Regions from separate parts of the Rattus norvegicus genome. Here region 2 is linked to region 1. Evidence: chromatin contacts called from public Hi-C data. All regions are on one chromosome and are shown on one strand. The core of a region is the stretch at or near the end of the contact, and the rest is flanking DNA. Distances in the headings are between cores, read along the strand shown.

Region 1 (4,902 bases), core at 803-3,302:
ATCTCCCTCTCATGTGACCTGCTCCTGCTGCAGTACTGCATAAACAGATGACGTGATGGCTCTATGGTATGGTTAAGTGGAAGATTTTAATTGTAGATATGAAGGAGAGTTCAGCTAGAGGCGTCTGGAAGAGTCCGGAGCAGAAAGGAAAGGTAAACTGAACATGGCCAGCAGAATGGACTTGGCCATGAGGTGGGGCAGGGAAAGAAAGAGAAAGAGCCTACTAAGGAGGGTCAAGAAATCAGAAATATTAGGGTTATAGGAGAATGAGAGGCTGAGGGGGAGGGAAGCCCATGAACTGAAGAAATTTAGGGTAGTGGGTGGGGTGAGAAGAGCCAGGATGTCAGCATGGAGTCTGTAACAGGTTCTTGTGATACTGAGGGATCAGGAAAGGGGAGCATGGAGGCCAGCATGCTCTTTGGTATGCTAATAGCCAGGCACCACAGAGAATCATTTGTCCCCAGTTTCTTTTGGACACTTATCTTCCCTAAGATGAAACTGTACATCACAATAAACCCTTTTTCCCCTCCCTCCCTCCTTCCCTCCTTCCTTCCCTCCCTCCCTCCTTCCTTCCTTCCTTCCTTCCTTCCTTCCTTCCTTCCTTCCTTCCTTCCTTCCTCCCTTCCTTCAAGTTGCTCTTGTCAGGTATTTTGTCTTAGTAATCAGAGAAGTAACTAATACAGTATATAACCACCATCGTTTTAATGGTGGGATAGATTTAGTTTACAGGATGGTAGACACACAGTCCTGAAACACCGTTCAGGCAACGAAGACCCAAGGAAAGTTTCTAGGTGGGAAAACAAGAGGTTGTTGTATTTGAAATAAATGTATGTATGTATGTACATACGTATGTATATGTATATGAAATAGCTCTTCAGGTTTTAAAAAAATGGTGTGTGCTCCTTAAACAATTCAGGCAATATAAAGATAAGGGAAACTTGAAACCTAACTATCCTCTCTCAAAGATAGTCGCTGGTTACATTTTGGAGAATCTCTTTCCTGAAATCCTTATGCTTTTATATTCTCGAACTTCAAATAAATTGAAGCTGTCTAATCATGCTGTTTTTGCAATCAGTTTGCCCCTCTGACAAGATGACAAGAAATTGTGAAAAACCTTTCATGTCTAAAGATATTTACCATCATTTTAAATGGCTGCTTAGCATTACGTTGAATGTATGCATCACTATTTATTAAATCAGCCCCCTATCGATGAATGTCTACATTCTCCTCAACTCATATTCAACAACCTCCTATAATAACCGTGGGCATTGTTTTCTAAAAATTTCGATCATCTTTGCAAATTAAATACTTATTAAGTAATGTAAATGTAAACAAATGTCCTTTTTACAGGAAGATTCAATTTGGAGAATCGTCCTCTGATTTTCAGGGATGCCAGTGAAGCAGCTGCTGCATTAGTTCTAGCGAGACAGTGACAAACGGAGATCGCGAGAAGAGTACAGAATTACAGGTGAGGTAGCCAATCTAGGCCCAAGCTCAGTGGGTTGGAATAGTCCTTCCCCCTTTTCTCCCTTTCACTTCTTTTTTCTTAACATGGAGGAAGGACTGAGAACTGCATGTCCCAGCATTTCGCAAGGATCACACTCCTGGGAACTGTAGTACCGTGTCTGAGAGGGGTCCGGAAGGAGGGAATGGGAAGCTGTGTGCGGCATGCTGGGAGGTGTAGTCCCTCGGGCGGAAGGGGTTGCAAGTGTAGGTTGGAGACGTAGAGAGTTTTACTTCATGGAGATGAGGCTGCAGAAATATCCGACTTCTCTCTTAAGAGGTCTTTGAGTTTACAAAATCCCGTGGGAGTCGGCTTCATTCCCTTGTCTGTGACCCAAGAGGGTGCGGTCCAGGACCGGCGCAGGGTTGGGAGATCCAGGCCGCGCAGGGCCGCAGCAGAGCACACCGGGAGTTGTAGTCCAAGAGCTCTGAGGCTGTGGGACGTGTCGGGACAGCGCGCCGACTCCTCCTCCCCCGCCCTTCTCAGCGGTCCCCCGCCCCCTCCCTCCGCCTCCTCCTCTCTTGCCTGCAACCGAGCGTCCCCTTCCCCCACTGTCGGGTTTCTCCGCGGCTACTGCAGAGGATTCAGATCCGAGTAGCTGAAGAGAAGGAGGAGGAGGCTCCGGTCCCTGCGCGCCATCCACCACCCTACTGGACACGGACGAGGGAACGAGAGCGTCGCCGCTGTAGCCTTCAGAGAAGACAAGGGCATCGCCGCTTCTGCTGCCGCCGCCGCGGTTTTCGTCTGCAGCAGCTCGCCGGTGAGGAGACCCCCTTGGCCCCCGGCCCGCTCCCGTGGAGCCTGGGCTGGTGGCGCCGGGGAGAACGAGGGTGGGGGCCGTAGGGCCCCCGCGCCGGCTGGGGGGAGGGGACCGAGGTGGCGATGGAACGGCGGGCTGGTGGGGGAGACTTGTCCGTACGCGGGCTGGGGGTGGGGTGAGGGTGGGACACCAGCAGGTCAGGGGAGGGTAGCGGGGGGTGGATGGGTGAGGGGGGACGACTTTACATGGAGGGATAACCAGACCTGGGATAGGAGCATGGGTGTGTGGGGTACCGAGGTGGAATTTGGGATTGTCTTGGGGCGAGGTGGAAGGTGAGATTGGAGTGGGATGTGTTTTAATGGGGGAGGGGACTGAATGAAGGTGATGATTTGGGGTTGGCCTGAAGCAGTTGACAGCTTGGGATCAGAACGGGGTGGGGGCTAAGGAGATGATTTCAATGCCAGTGAGATATAAACATTGGATGGGACTCTGGGGAGTGCTAATTTTGGAAGGTGGGACTTGGGGAAGGAAGATGGAGATGGTAGGAGCTGGGGGTGAGGGGTTTGGCATGGGTTGAGACCCGAGCTTGAAGTGGGCTGTTGTCTTCTGGGGATGGTGGAATTTATGACTACTTACAGAAATAGCTTGGGCTTGGAGAGAACAGAAGAGGTAGAATTTGTTTGGGGTTTTCTTGAGGTAGGCTGCTGGAGGTTTGAATTTGGGCTGGGAGTGATGAGATTTCCAATTACTGGAGATGGGTGAGGTAAGCTGACAGGAGGGAGGGAATTGCAAGTTGGGCCCCAAACAGGAAGACAGGGATTGAAATTGGGGATGAGGGCTCAGTGGGGAAGGATTTAGGATGAGTTTAGAGTCTCTGGAGGGAGCAAGGTGGCTCCCCTGAGCATAAGTTGGAGGTAGGGGGTATGTGAAACTACTCAGCTGGACTCAACTAGAAGAACTGTGGCAGGTGTGGAGCAGGGTTAGGGATAGTATCTCGCTACCAGTCTCGCAGAAGTCATGTCTGTGATGAGCTGGTTACCTGCGGTGAGGTGGCAGAGGGTAAATTTAAGGCCTGGGAGACCTAATGTCTCCCATGGAGTGGGTTGGTTTATTTAGGAAAGGAAGGACTAAGATGTCCTTCGACACACCAGAGGTTTAGGGGTTAGAACATTTACATCGGGCTGCTGTGGTGAGAGACAATAACAAGGCCATTAGAAGGGTCTTCACCGGGGACAGAGAAGGAACATTAAAGATTCTCCTAGAGGATATCTTATGCTGTCAGTTTGACCTTTTTGTTTTATGTTGGAATTGTCTGGAAATAGCAGCCCCCAGGGTAAAGTTTTGAGAGAACCATTTAAGGTAGAATTAAAGGAGAGTGGGGAGTCTTGCAGTTCCTATGTCTAAAAGGGAAAGTTGGGGGTTAGAGGGGAGATCCACTCTTAAAGGAAAGGTGGGAGAAGGTGAAACTGTCTCTGCTTTCTCCTCCCCCCCCCCCCCTTGGTACACTGAAACTAGTCCTAGAATTCGGAATTTAAAAGGACTCTGATGAACTTGAGGTTGTTAAGGGTGCCTTCTTGCTTGAGAAGTGATTAACGAATAGGAAGACTGAATTTATTTTCTAGGCAGGCAAGGTATGTGTGTGCAGAAAGAGGTTAGCAAGCCCCACCTCCCCCCAATAAAATTGATTGCTTGAAGACTCCATTTATTGGTGTCCTGGTTTGCAAGGCATTTGGGCCCATCATTGTATTGCTGGCTAATAATCCTGAGATGAGTCTTGGCACTGCCGCTTTATGTAAACAGAGAGAAGACAGGAACTATGGAAATGTAATAAATATTCATTCTTTGGTGAGATGGTTTGGTACTGATGGAATTTTTCATTTGATTCTCTTGACATTACATGATAGGATTTAAAATAATTGGGCTGTTTCTATAGATTGAATTTTCTTCTAAAGAAATTCAAGTGATCAGAATTCTGTCAGGTGTGAATAAATGAAGTCTAATACACAGCCATATTTTATTGTTAAGGGGATGCTGTTGATGTAGACACATTGCATTCACTACAAGAGAATAACTCCCATCTATTCATCAGAAATTTGATTTGAAGCTTAGAGACGAGTTTATGCTTGTGGTTGGAAGGCCCAGAGGAATGTGAAGAGAGGGAACATCTTTAGGGAAACAGCTTTCGGATTTAATTGCATTAACTGTGATATGCTAAACTTGAAGTGGCTGTTGATTAGAGCATAGTCTAGGGAAAAAGTGAGGAGAAATGGAAAGAAGATAAAATTGATATCAATGGGAATTAAAAAAAATTTTTTTTTCTGTTAAAGTTCTAGTGTTCAGCTAGAAAACAAAGCATTTTCCTTGGTTTTCATAGCTTAACACATAAAAATACCCATTTAGAGGGTGGACTTATCCTTGGAATTGGAAATGTCCCTTTTTTTTAAAGGACGCTTTCTATATTCTAATCAAACCAAACCAAATGTAAACTGAAAACAAACAACAACAACAACAAGAAAAACCAAATAAATTCAAGCTTGAGCAGTTACCTGTAATTCATTGAGAGTGTAATCTAGCCAATGAGGGCCTTTCTCCTCATAACTTTACTCTGGGGTCCAGACCTTGCTTTTGTGAATTTGCA
Region 2 (4,681 bases), core at 1,776-4,275, 88 kb after region 1:
CTCTGTAGAATACTGGTAATAGTATTAAACTGAGCCTAAAATGGCTGAGTTGGCATTAGACAAGTTCTGTCACTTCTCTGTTCTTTCATTCTGCATCTGCCAACTGGGGAAAGGATTGTACTCTATTTAATCCTTTTGTTCCTATACTATGACGCTTCCCTTCGAGCATAACTGAAGACTTTAGAAGAGATTAGAAGATAATGCCACAGGGAATGAGCAATTAATAATCAGTGCTGTTGTCTTTGTCTTTCTGTAGGATCCTCAGTCTTCCACAATGAACCCCGTTTACAGCCCCGTGCAACCTGGGGCTCCTTACGGCAACCCCAAGAACATGGCCTACACTGGTGAGTGCTATAAGAGTGAATTATCATTGCTTTTCAATTGCTCTTTGATATACTTTTATATTTACTTAGTGAATTTTAATCGTTTTTACTCCTACTACCTGTTCTCACCCCTCTGCCATGAACGGATCTAATTTGCTGAGTGACTTTATAACTTACTACAGGGCTCCAAAAGCCCTAGCAAAGCTTGAGAGGCTGTGAAAGATGGATCTAAGGTCCAGTAATGATGGAGGAGGGAGTGACAGACAGGGTCTCACTGTGTAGCTCTGTCTATCTGGAACTCACCGTATAGACCAAGTTGGCCTGGAACTCACAGAGATCTACTAGTCTCTGCTTCCTAAATGCTGAGATTAACAGCATGTGCCAACATGCCTACCAGTAGAAGTGACTTTCTTGGCTAAAGAATTGATTATTGAGTTATTAACAGTGGGCTGGAGAGAAGTTAACACTTACTGAGTACTTATCATGGTCCTGGCCTGTGGTAGGCACCTTAAGTATTTCATTCCACATTTATTTGTTTGTTTGTTTATTTAAAAATGGACTTTACAGTGTGTGTGTGTGTCTCACATGTACCACCATGGTGTATGTCTCAAAGAGGACAACTTCCTGTAGTTAGTTCTCTCCTACCATATGGGTTCTGGGAAATAAAACTCAGGTTACCAAGCTTTGTGACAAGTGCCTTTAACGGCTGAAGCATCTCTCTGGGCCCACACTTTCATTCTAAAGTAAATTCCATGCAATGTAGCTTATTACCACCATTTCACAGATGACAACATTATAGTCATAGTGGACACTGCAGAGTCTAAATTAATTAATTGAACGCAAGTCAGTTGATTCTGAAGACTGATGTTTTAAACTCTTACAATATAGTGTTTTTTTTCTTATGTTTTATATATGTTGTGTTTGGAATGTTATTCCTCAAGAAATCAATTTTTAAACCAAGCATGGTAGCTCGCACCTACAATTCTGGCACTTGTGAGACTGAGACTGTGAGGAGGATTTCCATGAGTTTGAGGCCAGCATATAATACCTGACATAAAGTAAGAGCCTGATAATAGTTGCTCTCAGTTATAATAAGTAAAGGCAGGCAGGATGTGCAGCACTGGAACTGAGTGGAAAATGTGTCTGAAGGTATCTAACTTGTATTTACACATCACAAGCCTTCAAAATATTGACTAGGAATCAAGATAAGGTGATATATGAATAAACACATTGTTACAAGGCATGGTCAGGTTCGGAAGCTATGGCTCACTGGTAGACTCAGACCTAACGTGAAAAAGTGCTGGGTTCACACACACACACACACACACACACACACACACACACACACACACCGATTATATAACCGTGAAAAAGTGCTGGGTTCACACACACACACACACACACACACACACACCGATTATATAACCAGTTCTTGATCACAGAAAAGAAGTGTTGAGGGCTGGGCTGGAGAGATGGCTCAGTGGTTAAGAGCACTGACTGCTCTTCCAAAGATCCTGAGTTCAAATCCCAGCAACCACATGGTGGCTCACAACCATCTGTAATGAGATCTGATGCCCTCTTCTGGTGTGTCTGAACAGCTACAGTGTACTCATATATAATAAATAAATAAATCTTAAAAAAAAAAGAAGTGTTGAAGAGGGAAAGTAGCTGAAAATTTTGGTAGTGGGATTGGAATTGGAAGAATGGGAGAACTTAGTTCTAGCACAGAGCCACTGGCAGAATGGAGGCTGTGAACTATGTCAGCTCTGTTTAAATTCTTCCTTATATGACTAAAGATATCTCAAAGAGCAGAGAGCCTGTTGTCTGAAGTTGACTCCCTTCCCTTCCCTTTTTTTTCTTTTCTTCCTTTTCCTCTTCGTCCTCCTCCTCCTCTACTTCCTTCCTCCTCTTCTTTTGGAACACGGTCTCTCTGCATATCCCTGGCTGTCGAGATTGTTGTCAAACTCAGAGATTTGCCTGCTTCCGTGTCCCTAGTGCTATAATTAAAAGTGCCACACCCAGCAGGGTTTTGTTTTTGTTGTTTGTAATTTTAAAGATCTCACGGTATAGCTCCCTGTCTGTTCTGGAACTCTCTATGTAGACCAGGATGGCCTTGAATTCAGAGATTCCTCCTGCTTCTGATGAAATGTATGCACCCCCATGCCCAATTAAGTCAGCTTTGGCTATCTCTCCATTGTTTTTTGTTGTGGTAAGGATTAAACCCAAAGCCTTACATATACTAGACGAATATTTACCCTGAGCTACACACTCAGCCTTAGCCGTTTATGCTTTTAAGTTAATAAAACAGGTCTCGATAATATACATCCAAAGAATACTCTGAATTATACTGGAAGTTCGGTTTGATAGGGTCGTGGCAGTAATCTCTAACTTTCAGCCTCACCTGTTGTGTTTATTACAACTCTCTTGCTCTTCTTGTTTTTGTTTTTGTTTTGTTTTGTTTTGTTTTTCGGAGCTGGGGACCGAACCCAGGGCCTTGCGCTTGCTAGGCAAGCGCTCTACCACTGAGCTAAATCCCCAACCTCTCTTGCTCTTCTTAATCTGCAGAGTAAAATATTTTGTTTCAGCTCTGTTATGTGTTATTTTAATAAAATTATTTCCAGTAGCCAAGACACATGGGACAGACCTAGCTCAGGGAGCTTATTGCTTTTTCCCTTCCCAGTTCAGGGTGTTCCCAGTAAAGTAAGCTCTTTGCCAGAGGCAAATAAGCTGGTTTGGCATGCTGCCTTTCTGGCTAACTTCTCTTAGAAATAGCTAAGCTTGAGAAGGAAGGGAAAGTTACACTTGTTGATTTGCACTAAAAAGATCAGGCAATATGTTACTTTGGAAAAGGGAACAAACTTTGTCTTTGCTGGGCTCATGGTAGAATTCCACAGTGCATTTTGATTAAACGTACAGCCAACTTAAAATTTAAGCTCTGTCAGTGAATACCTGGATGGCTTTAGACAATTGCTTAACTTCCCTAAACTGAATTTGTTTTGTAAACTGAGATAACACTATAGATATTTAATAGGATGATTCTGAAAATTGAATTATATAATTTATACTCTACAGGGAGAGAAGAATTTTTATGTGTCTACTTATTAGGATATTACTATCCTGGAATTGTAATTTCTCTGCTGGAGAGTTTAGAACTCTGCAGGTAGTTTAAATAACACACACCATACACAGTCAGCCATATACATTTTACCTAGACTAAACTTTCAAAAACATCAACTTTTCTTTTTAAAGTCATTTTCCTGTGCTTTGGTTTTTGTTGGTGTTTTTGAGACAGGATCTTACTGTGTAGCCCTGGCTGTCCTGGAACTCTCTGTAAACCAGGTTGGCCTCAAATTCACAGAGATCCCACTTGTCTCTGCCTCCCAAGTGCTGGCGGTAAAGGTGTGCGCCAACCCTGCCTGCCTTCATTTTCCTGTTAGATCATTGTACTTTTTGTTTTATTCTTTACCTAGGCTGACAATGTAGCCCAAGGTTAACTTTGAACTCTGAATTCCACTTCTACCTCCAAGTACTGGGATTAAAAATAGGTGTCACCATGCCAGAGTGTGTCTCGACTCTGTAAAGAGAAATTTGGGCTTCAACCCTCTTGAGGGCCAGACACCAAAACCAAGTTCTTAGCACAAAGGAAATTTGTCTCAGAGGGACAAAGACAAGGGATAGGAGATAAAGGAGAAGGGAGAAAAGGGACAAAGGAGTGGGGGTGGGGAGTGGGGGTGGATAATTACCCCAGAGGAACAAAGGACTGCCTCTAGATAGGGAGGAGACAGACATGGGCTATAGGCATATGGCAGTTTAAAAGGGGAAAGAGGAATCCCGTGTTAGGAACCCCATGTTAGGGGGAGATGTTTAATTTTAGTTGGACAGGTTAATTAGGGAAGCCAAAGGGGGACTTTTGATTGCTGGATTTCAATACCTTGATAGCAGGACCTTTGTAGTCAGCCTTAGGAGGAAGGAATGGCCAAATAAGGAAATAGACTTCGGGGACTAGCTTTAGGGATGCATTCTGATGGTTTTTAGCAAGGAGGAGAGGGAAAGGTAAGGAGCAGAACTGGTCTTTCCCCTGTTTTCCATGCTCAGGCCTGCTAGACTCTTCACAATCCTTACTTCCTAACCTTAGTGACTATAAAGAGCAGTTCTTTTATTATTTATTTGTTAGTCTGTTCGCTTAGGTTTTTCCAGATAGGGTTTTTCTGTGTCATCCTGGCTGTCTTTCTTGAAGCTCTCTCTGTAGGGCAGGCTGGCCTTGAACTCAGCGGTCCACTGTGGGCTGAGCCTTGCTGCTGGGATGCTGAGCGCTGCCAGCCTGTCACTCAGGGAAGACAGAATGCAATCTGGGATGG

The links. A called contact is a pair of places that touch in the nucleus more often than the background predicts.
Region 2: a contact with region 1 is called in a Hi-C map of hepatocytes, with 1.9 times the contacts expected there. The contact joins the enhancer-like site here to the promoter of Fam168a in region 1. A contact is called at or near these places in 8 of 12 Hi-C or Micro-C datasets (frontal cortex, hepatocytes, kidney and 3 more) and 1 of 1 datasets of contacts at active chromatin or transcription factors (oligodendrocytes).

Annotation. Positions count from the first base shown.
Region 1 is chr1:164,467,395-164,472,296 of GRCr8, forward strand. Fam168a (family with sequence similarity 168, member A) reads left to right here and starts at 2,053. Exons shown (of 9, transcript NM_001108494.1): 1 at 2,053-2,264.
Region 2 is chr1:164,554,081-164,558,761 of GRCr8, forward strand. It overlaps Fam168a (family with sequence similarity 168, member A), which reads left to right. Exons shown (of 9, transcript NM_001108494.1): 2 at 257-344. The coding sequence starts at 275. Among named protein-coding and RNA genes, the nearest start is that of Relt, 70 kb to the right of the region's middle. Within about 2 kb of position 3,026, at least 9 of the 93 cell types and tissues checked have an H3K27ac peak or open chromatin away from gene starts, as enhancers often do.